Linked DNA regions of Zea mays: region 2 is linked to region 1. Evidence: chromatin contacts called from public Hi-C data. All regions are on one chromosome and are shown on one strand. Each heading gives the region's core, a stretch centred on a gene start, on an enhancer-like site or on the middle of the called end of the contact. The rest is flanking DNA. Distances are from core to core; before and after follow the strand shown. Region 1 holds the start of LOC100274155 (RING finger protein). Region 2 overlaps LOC100273501.

What was found. Hi-C and Micro-C count contacts between places; a contact is called where the count stands out from the background.
Region 2: a contact with region 1 is called in a Hi-C map of leaf, with 5 times the contacts expected there. The contact joins the enhancer-like site here to the promoter of LOC100274155 in region 1. A contact is called at or near these places in 11 of 25 Hi-C or Micro-C datasets (ear, leaf, leaf mesophyll and 4 more).

Annotation. Positions count from the first base shown.
Region 1 is chr8:166,226,123-166,231,166 of Zm-B73-REFERENCE-NAM-5.0, forward strand. LOC100274155 (RING finger protein) reads left to right here and starts at 3,133. Exons shown (of 4, transcript NM_001148533.1): 1 at 3,133-4,060; 2 at 4,312-4,362; 3 at 4,467-4,539. The coding sequence starts at 3,393.
Region 2 is chr8:166,325,564-166,330,607 of Zm-B73-REFERENCE-NAM-5.0, forward strand. It overlaps LOC100273501, which reads right to left. Exons shown (of 15, transcript XM_008658682.3): 13 at 4,367-4,557; 14 at 4,086-4,268; 15 at 3,311-3,812. The coding sequence ends at 4,127. It also overlaps the pseudogene LOC103636328. Among protein-coding and RNA genes, the nearest start is that of LOC100273501, 6.6 kb to the right of the region's middle. Within about 2 kb of position 1,893, at least 20 of the 20 cell types and tissues checked have an H3K27ac peak or open chromatin away from gene starts, as enhancers often do. A contact at or near this core is called in ear, leaf, leaf mesophyll and 3 more, where this site is marked.

The DNA of each region.
Region 1 (5,044 bases), core at 1,883-4,382:
CAGGGGTGAGGGCGGCAGTGACACACAGAAGAGACAGGCGGCGCGGCGCAACAAGGGTGGCACACAGAAGAAACTAGGAAATGTTTATTCACACTTGGATGAGAAATGAAGACACCAGATTTAAAGTGCTCATATGAGCACAAGAGCTCCATGAGCACAGGATATGTTCCCTTTTTTTTTCCAGAGACGTGCATGCATGCATATGCACTTATGCAGTGGCCATGTACTACGGCCAACAGCTCTATAGCTTTATGTGTAGTGGAAGTAGTATCCTACCAAAGAAGCATACAGAAACAGTGAAAAGAGGCAGGACATGAACAGGAAGATACCCTCCTCGCTGAGCCTGATGGAAGGCTGTTTCTGCTGCCATTATATAGCTTGTGGTGGCCTGCCAAGTGCCAAGTGAGGTAGCCAGCAGCGAGCACTACTGCAATGCAAAAATAAAAATAAAAATATCAGAGACAGCTAGAGACAAAAGAAAGTAGAGAACAAACACTAGAGGGGACACTGAAACACAGAGGACGAGCAGGCCCAGACCCGTTTAGCGGCTTCATTCATTCACAAGGATTCATCAGAGATGTGTCTTTCCATGGCATCAGTGCATGGCTGCAGGCCTTGTTGTTGCTGCTGCTGACAGCTACAGCATTGCAAGGCAGCCTTGTGCTGCTGCACTGCATCTGCATGCATGCATGCATGCATGTGTGATCTATGTGCATGGTCCACAAGATCTTCTTTGACATATCACGAGGACATATGTGATCTGAACCCTGATCTCCCCCAGTACAAACATCTTGTCATGCACAGCAAAATATTTTCTTTTCCTCCGCCCGTGCCATGCACATTGGAGACAGGAGAGACGGGGAAGGATTGGGAGAGAGTAGATTTAGTGTTGTAGTGTGCGTGCACTTTATAAGCATGCAGAAGTGTGGGCTGGTCAAGAGAGACTGCAAACTGCCCTGCGCCTGCACTCCACGAGTGAAAGCCAGATCTAATCGAAAGTAGTGAGGTGCTTCAATTTCTACGCAACATTTCATCTCAGAACGCCAGCCTGAAGGCAGCCAAACAGTGCTCACATCAAGAGGCTAGGCTACCTCTCAATTCTCAGGTACTGCTGCCTGGTTGCCATCATGACATCTACCAAAGGGACAACATGTATCATAAAAAATAAAGGTGTATGTGTCTACTCTCTTCCACGATGGACTGATTGTCTGATCATCAACACACACAAAAAAAATGCGAACAGGAATCCAGTTTTGTTTGTATATGCAGGTGGTACATGTCTCATGTGCATTATGAAATTATGATGCCGAGTTTTTTTCTTCTCTCGACAGTAACATGAGACACGCTTTTTATTAAGAGGAAGAAGTAGAGTTTCAAAAGGTATAAAGGACTCGCAAGAATACGAGGGGGGATTAGCATGTTAAGGGCTAGTTTGAGAACTCTATTTTCCCATGCAATTTTTATTTTCTCAAGGAAAAATGAACTAATTTTCCCTGGAAAAATGAAAATTTCTTGGAAAAATAGGGTTCCTAAACTAGCTCTAATAAAATATTAAAATCATACTTCTTCCCACATACAGTATTCTTTATTCCAACGTCGACACAGGAAGATTAAGACCATAAGCTAGTTATTTACGTACTGCTGGTAGTGGTCAGCACGTATTCAGTATAGTATGGACAGATGCTAGCTTGGGATCTGAAATTGTCGGCATCGTATAAGGTTGTGCTCGCAATATAATGCCTCATAATATCCATTTTCTGAATATTTCTTGCACGCTGAGCAGCTGTGCCCACGATTTTCTTTCATGGCACTGATCCACATGCAATGTGGCCAAGATAACTTTAACAAAAAAAGATGTGGGTGATATATTGTGTTCCTCTGAATCAGATTATTTGCAGCATTATAATTACCAAAGGAGTATGAGAATATTAAAACGTAGTCCCTTAAAGGACTCCATAACAGACCACAGAGTATTATTTTTGTACTTTTGGCCTCGCCATGAACCATGAGGCTGATACTAAAGTAGATATGTCGTCTACATGCTGGAGCCATTAGATGGCCTGTGCATGGGTGCATGTAGTCCCTTGCTCTTTGTTTAGATGCAAAATTGTTTTTTTTTCTCTCTCTTTAATCTGTTCCTGCTGCATTACGTGATGGCCTCACCCCTGCAATGGTTGACAACTAATTAAGTACCCAGCTGAGATCCTGCTGTGGATCATGCACGAACTCTTGAAGACACTTGGTATTCTATATATGGTCAAGTTGATGTAATGATTCCATGGAATTGATAGTGGTGCCCATCAACTTACAACAGTGATCTAACATTAGTCAAACTCAAATGAGTAGAGGAGGAATCAGCTGTGAGCTCAATTATTACTGTAAAACGCATGCAGAGGTGGTAATACATGAATAAATATGCAAAAAAAATTTACAGAAATACATGAGGCTCAGTGCAACTCATTCAGGGAATTATATATGGAAATTGGGTAACATAAACTTTCTGTATATTTTGTTTTTCTAATGACCTTTTTTCATATAATATCTGAATGTTTAGCATGCTTCACGTACAAGTGGTTTCATGCTCTTTTCCATCAAAACATTGAACTACTTTCTGTATATACCAATAGATAAATAATGGAAAAGGATGCAGTTGCTTAAGGCCCTGTTCGGTTTCACCGGAATAGACCAGTATTTATTCCAGCTCATCAAAATCTATATAAATTAGAGAAGTAATCCGGCTAGTAATCAATCCGGGGCTCAAATCCATAACAACCGAACAGAGCCTAAGTGTGGGTGGTGAAAGGCTACACCTAGGCTGAAGATAGTAACCTTTTGGTGTGTAGAGAGATTAGCAAAAGTTAGGATAGTAGTGGAGTTGCCATGCTGTCACCTCAACGTACACGACACTTTCACTTGTTCGCACAGTAGCATCAGGGTTTCCTTCTTCAGCCTCTCCATCGTCCACCGATCCCAGGGAGATGGATGGATTCTAGTATTCTACAACACGATCATGGCATAAAGTAATAATACTATAATTCTTCATTTGCAGCACAACTGCACAAAGCAAGTACTAGTATTAATTTCATCTCTCTTGACCACAGGCGGCTCCACAGAGTCCCAGACCAAAGGGAAAGAAAGTGAGGCCACACCATCATCTCTCCCTTGGCTTGCTCCCGAATAGGAGAAAAGCGAGGACTCAGAATCCTCTTCTTCCTCCTCCCTTCCAAGTCATTTCTCTTCAGCTAGTTATTCACCTTCTTTCCTTCTGACTCCCCCAGACCCCCACAGACATATGCATGCATCTCCCTGCTTCTTCTCCATCCATCCATTCATCCATACATGCAGCCATGGTGCAGTCGGTGATTGAGATATGAGATGCACCAGCACGATCGATGACCATGGTCCCAACAACTAGGAACCTGTTGCACCATGACGGCGTCAAGAGCAGCCGCGGCAGGTCGTGCTACCACCCCGGCCAGTACTACGTCGGCATCGCCGCCCAGTTGGAGGACCAGAGCAGCAATCCGTCAACAAGATTCCCTCGGCCGCTGGCGACTATGGTAGTAGACGATGACGAGGCTGCTGCGGCGGGGACGAGGAGCTCGAGCTCCCCGGGCGCCGCCGCCGCCGCAGGAAACGACGACGAAGAAGGAGACTGCTGGCTCCAGCTAGGCCTCGCCGCCGCGTCGTCGTCGGCCTCCTCCTCCTCCTCCGGCGACAACAACATCACGGCTCCGGATCCGGGTCCGGCGCCCCCGCCTCCTGTGGAGGAGGGGCTGTACCTTTTGGCGTACGACAACAAGCGGAACGCGAGTGCGAGGCCGCCGCCGTTGTTCCCGCTGCCGCTTCGGAGCTACCACGTCGACCAGTCCTACGGCGGCGACCGCGGACGGTATCGACCGGCGGCGGAAGCTAGCGGGTCGGCCATGTCGGCGCCGCTGGCGCCTCCTCCTCCGTTCATCAGGTGCTCCGGCGGCGCTGCCATAAGAGTCGTTAGCCCGCCGCGGCGAACGGAGGCGCCCGGCGGGCTGTGGCTGACGCTTCGAGCAGCTCCCAACCAGTAAGTGCACACATGCATGATAAATCCACAGCTTTATTTAGCCTTTACTGCGACGATGTGCTTGCAAACATACGCATCATATTCATACCTACGTACGTTTGATCACATTAATTAGGTGGCATAAGTAACACATTATGCATGCACATATTGTTTAGATTTGTAGTGTTCGTTCTTGTTCATGCATGTTGCGTGGAGCGGCGCGCTGCATGTTTATTTAACTAGTTTTATTTCCCATATATATATGCTTGCAGAATCAGAGAGCCTGTTTTGCCCCAGATAGCAAAGAGCTACCTACGAATCAAGTACTTTTCTATCCTTTCTTCTTTTTTTGTTGTTCTATTTTATGACTAGCAAGCAAAGAGCTACCTACAAATCCATAGGCATCTGAAACTGATTTTGCACGCAGGGACAGCAACGTGACGGTGGCGGTGGTGATGAAGTACTTGGCCGACAAGCTAGGGATCACGCCGTCTCATCAGGTAGTACATCTATACATGCATGATGCATCACCCTCTCGAGAAGCTCATATGAACTGGCGTGCACTTGGAATCGATCATATATATGAAAGAAACATTATACCTAATCAATTAAGAGTACGTACAGGCCGGGGATCTCCTTTAATTAGCTCGTCGATCTGGAGAAAATAACTAGACAAAGGAATATAGTAGTAGGTCACAGGCCCACATCATATATATATGAGCTAATGCTATATATATACATATATACACACACGTTTTAATATCATCGTCTTCATCTTCAGCAGTATCAATCGGATATTGAAGCCATATGCATTATTTGGAGTAGGTCAGTAGTCGTCGCGCATGCATGCGCGCGGTTTGCAGCTGCATGCTAGCGTGAAGTTGGTTGATGAGCATATATGGCAGCACGCACGAGCAGTCGTGCATGGCTGCAACGACGACGACTGGGAAGCTAAGCACGCGCACTTTCCGTCGTGCATGCGTACACTCACTAGCTTTGGATTAT
Region 2 (5,044 bases), core at 643-3,142, 98 kb after region 1:
TTAGTCTCTCAGATCAAATGGGGCGTACTTGAAGAACTCTTGTCTTCCTTGTGTACAATTCAGGTCCTTGCATCGCGCACCCATCCACACATGCAAATGGATGCGTTTGGCGGTTATATCTTGAGCGGCATAAGGATACAAAATACAAATTATATGATGTAACCGCCATCAACAAGGATACACAAGTGAGTCATCAATATGGTTCAGTCTTCCGATCAAAGGAGGATAGCACGCCATTGTACTTTAAAAGGCGGGGAAATTTTTTGTATTCTTATCAGACATACGTTGCCATGCTTACATAGAATAGAATAACACCTGGTTGGTGGTTTTAGGACATGTTTGGTTTGTGACTAACTGTGTCACACTTTGCCTAAGGTTAGTTGTTCGAATAACTAATCTTATGCTGAAAAGTTAGGCATCAATTCAAACATGCCCTTGAATTAAATAACTAATCTTAGGCTGAAAAGTTAGGCAAGTTATGCATCAATCCAAACATGCCCTTAGTGTTTCACGAGCGGGGGCAAATGGTTGGTGGTGTTTTCGGTCTCTCCTGGGGTTAGAGGCTCTAGGACTTGTTTGGTTCGTGACTAAATGTATCATATTTTGTCTAAGATTAGTCGTCAAAATTGAAGAACTAAACTTATATAGAAAAGTTATATAAAGTATGGTAAGTTAGACAGTAAACCAAACATGGCTTGTCATGTTCTTTGGTTCCTTTTCCTTTCCTAGAGTTTATGACCAATATTAAGCATGATTAAAATTGCATGGAGCATGAGAAAGGATTGACAATGGGTCGCCAATTGCCAGACTAACGACGACGATAGTGACGGTGGAGAAGCGTTTGCAGAATTCTAATTCTGACTGTTTATTTCTCTGCGTCCAATGAAAGCGACGTGATACTAAACCCACAACAGAGGAGTTGCATTGCATTGCATCAAAGCTGACAATTGGCGAGTGAACGCGCAAGTCTGCTGGTCACTCTCTTTGCACTTGGAAGACTGAAACCTGCGACGCCACGAATTAGTCGTAGGTAGTAGGCGCGTGACGGAGGGAGGAGGACCGATCGATGGCGCGTCCTAGGATGCACGCATGAGGCCCACAGCCACAGCCCGTCAACGGCGACGCCGGCAGGCATGGATGCAGCAGCATGTAACACGCCGTCCCCCCCGGGGGTGTCGACGTCGTGCTGTTTTGTTTCTTCTTCCCGACAGCCAACAACCGGCCGCCGGCCCGGTCTGCTCCTGTGTCTGCGTGCGCGCGGCGCAACCACGTCAGAGATGCGGTGCCGTGCCGACGCGTGTTTCGTCTTCCTCTCCCTGGACGTTTCTCAGTCTGTCCGTACGTACGTTTCCGTCGCCGGTCTCCCCACGCGGCGGGCGTCCGGCCGGAGCTGGAGCGGACTCCTTCACGCTTCACACTTTTTCTGCTGCCCTGCTAGACTGCTACAGCGAATACTCGTACGAACACTCACTCGTACGCCTGTCGCTGGTCGTCGACGTCGCCACGAGGAAAACGAGGCAGAGACGGTGGTCTGGGCGTGTGGCAGTCGTAGCCTGTGAGGCAGAGGCAGGGGCCACCCCCAACAGCAGCAGTGCCCGTGCTGCTACTGCGAGGGCGAGCAGAGAGGGACGGCAGCAGCGGCCTTGTCGCGACGCGCTTGGACTGGCGCGGCGCCTGCCTAGATGCCGTTTCGACTGATGTGGGTGGCTGGCGGCCCCGCCTGCCTGCCTCCCCCTCTCCGTGGTGGTGGGCCGTGGGCTGCTTGCTGCTGGGCTCGACGCTGCCTACAGCAGCAGTGAGTGTCTAGCGAGCGCAGCACCGGGCCGGGCCACCACCCCGCACAGCAATTACTAGTGCTGCACCTACTACACTGCGACTCCAGGACAGGACAGCATGCATCGGTGTGCCTCGGATGGAGTGGGAGGGTCCCGAGCGCGTGGCGGGGGCCAGGGTCGTGGAGGGTCCACGTGCCAGCGCCATCATCGCCTGCTCGACTAGGGCGCTACTACTCTGGATTCAGTGTCACATACTGCCAAATGATCTACTGCTGCTGCTACGCTACACGTCGGTAGCCCGTGGTAGTGCCCAGTTGCCCACTGCCCAGTGCAACAGAAGACACACTAGGCAGGGTCAGGGTCAGGGTCAGGCGCAGGCAGCAGCGGCAGAGGTATCCCCAGGGTACGTGCTCTGTGCAAAGCCATGATGATGCTTCCCGTGGAACCGCGCGGAGCCGTACAAGCATCGGCCGCCACGTCCGGACCCAGTCAAGAACTGTTTCGACCATTGTTTCAAGAGAGAGAGAGAGAGGACAAAGGACCAGCGCCCCGGTTCCGGTCAAAGCCTGTCCTGGGGTGTTCGCCAGACCATGGATCCACTGTTTCTTTGCTACGACGACGACGACGACAGCCACGGGACCCCACAACAGCCCAACAGTGAGCGACTGCGACGCCCTTTAGGATTGGCATGGCACGTTCCGCGGCTGCTGCTGACCTGCTGTCGTCGCCCCGACCAGACCGACCGCCCAAAAGCATATCCCTCCGGCTCCGGGGACCGGGGTCCGGACCCATGGATGCAGGACTAGTAGCCATGCAGATGCAGCGAACCTCGCAGCGAGCCATGGTCCCTTGCCAGTTTCCAGCCACCGCGCCGGTGCGGTGAGCCCTCCTCTGTCCTCTCCCCTGCCACGTTGACCGGAGGAAGGGAGACGGCTGGCTGGCAGCACGAGCGCCACCGGGAGTGCAGCCCAGGCGGACGGGCCAACCACGACGGCACACTCGTGGCGGCAACGGGGCGGGGGAACGAAGTGGACGGATGGCGCCTTTTCCACGGAGTTCAGGGGAGGCACTAGCAGGCGGTGCCGAGGGATCAGGGAGGCAAGCAGCCACACGCCTGGCTGGTTGGTTGCTTGCTTGCCCCGGGCACCTTTCCTCCCTTCATTTCACTGCAGAAACAGCTTAACGCCACCACCACTTCCTCAGTTCCGTGTATCAACAGAGCACACCAAATGTGACGGGAAATCGCGCCCACAGCATGAGCTGCCTGTCGCCTTTGCCTTTCGCTGTGCTTTGATTTGCATTGCATCACTCGGACACCAGGCAGGCAAGACGATAAGGGGCCCCGCCACACACTCGCCCCAATCATGCATACTTGCATAGCGTATGGATCAATGGACGGCAAAAAGAGACAGTGCGCGCCTTTAGGTCGCCGTCATCGCCACGAAGACGGACGTTGTAAACGACACGGACTTGCATTGACCATATGCGGCATCACACAGCGTGTTGCTGAGACCAGAGAGCTGACAGGAACGGGGTTGGTCACAGGTCAGGTACTCTACAAACTCTCTTATGGTACATTCAGTGAGAAAGATCAGACATACATATACCCAGTGTTTGTCATCTATCTCACGCCACAGAGCTACGCTTACAGGGATTAAAATGCCGCGAAATAGCTAGCTGCCGGTTAATACCGAAGGTACCGCTACTGCTTGTTACTGCTCACTACAAGCTGGGGCTGGGGCTGGGGCTGGGGCTGGGTACACAAATATTTACATCGCAAAGGCAGAGGGGAGCAAATCAGCAATAACAATAATACTAGCAATAAAACTTGCTACCAACAGCGAGCTTCGGAGAAGCAGGCGGAGACAGTAGTTTCTACGTTCCCAACTAAAACCCAAACGGACGGGGGATGGGGCTGCAACGGACAAGCAAAAGATCTCAGGAGTTTTTACTTCCCTGGGACCCGGGCTGGCACCACCTCCTGCACAAGGAACGGGTTCATCACGCATGCATCATCGTCGGCTTCCTCCACACGACCTACACACAAAGCCAAAAAGCGACAACCAAAAGATGAGCCCCCCTTTTTCCTTTTCCCATCACTGCAGCCTCCTATCATGCCAATGCCAAACTTAAGTATCATGTGACCAGAGCGCCAATGCAGCCGAGATGCTGAATTTAGCAATGCATTAACAGGTATTCAACAAAGACAAATTCGTTGCTCCTTTAGTCCAGAGTCAAAACCCCATTCACCACCACTGTTGCAACAACAACAAAAAAAACAGAGTACTGCGGCTCAAACGGAGGACTTACCTAGTCATCTAAAACTGCTTGCTGCAGTGCAGGCAGACATCCTACTCGTTTGCGGCGGCGGCGGCGCAGCCTTCGCCTGCTGCTGGGGGTTCCTCCTTCCTCGGCACGGATGATTTCGAGTTCATCTTCTGGACCTCCTCCTTCGTGTAGATGTAGATCTTGCGCACTATGTTGCAGAACTCCCTGCTCGTAAGCAATGGACTGGTGTGTCAGTATTGGAACGAGAAAGCTCATTCGCGTGTACAAAGCTCCCACCACTTGAGAGAGAGAAAAAGACTTACTCCCACGGGTCATCTCCGACAAGCATCATATCACCCTCGTTGTCGGTATAAACGATCTGCCAGTTCCGGTTAGCAGATACCAATTCGCCCTCGAACTCAAACATCTTGTCTAGTTCCGCTTTGAGCTCACCGTAGTCGGTGAATTTAGAGAGGTCCACGGACCGGCCAAGCGCAACTCCTTGCTTATGAACCTGAAGACCATTCGAAGCAGAAGTGTAAATTGTAGAGGATAGGATCATAGGACTACACAAGATATTTTATAGGTTCGGCCACAAAGCAGTTATGCAATATTATTGTATGTAAAACTACAATGACGCAATCAAGCAATTCTGCTTTGGACCGAACAATCCAATCCATGGCCACCAAAAAAGAATAAATGTATCATCAGGCATGTTGAGTAAATTTATTGTTTTGTTTCTGTTTCTTTTCTTCTTCTTTTTTGAATTCTGCCAAATGGAGATGCGATTTTAGGCAACATAGAGAACACATCAAACGATTATTGGCAGATTCGATCAGTGTCGGTGAAAACCACAGATTTGAGTCATGAACTCAACGACCAGTCTGCATTCAGACAATTAGGAACCAAACCACCAGGATTTCGGAACCACACAGCAATATCTGAAGAGGTCATTTTGTTTCAATAACCGAATGAGCCAATAGCTGATAATATATTCCCAA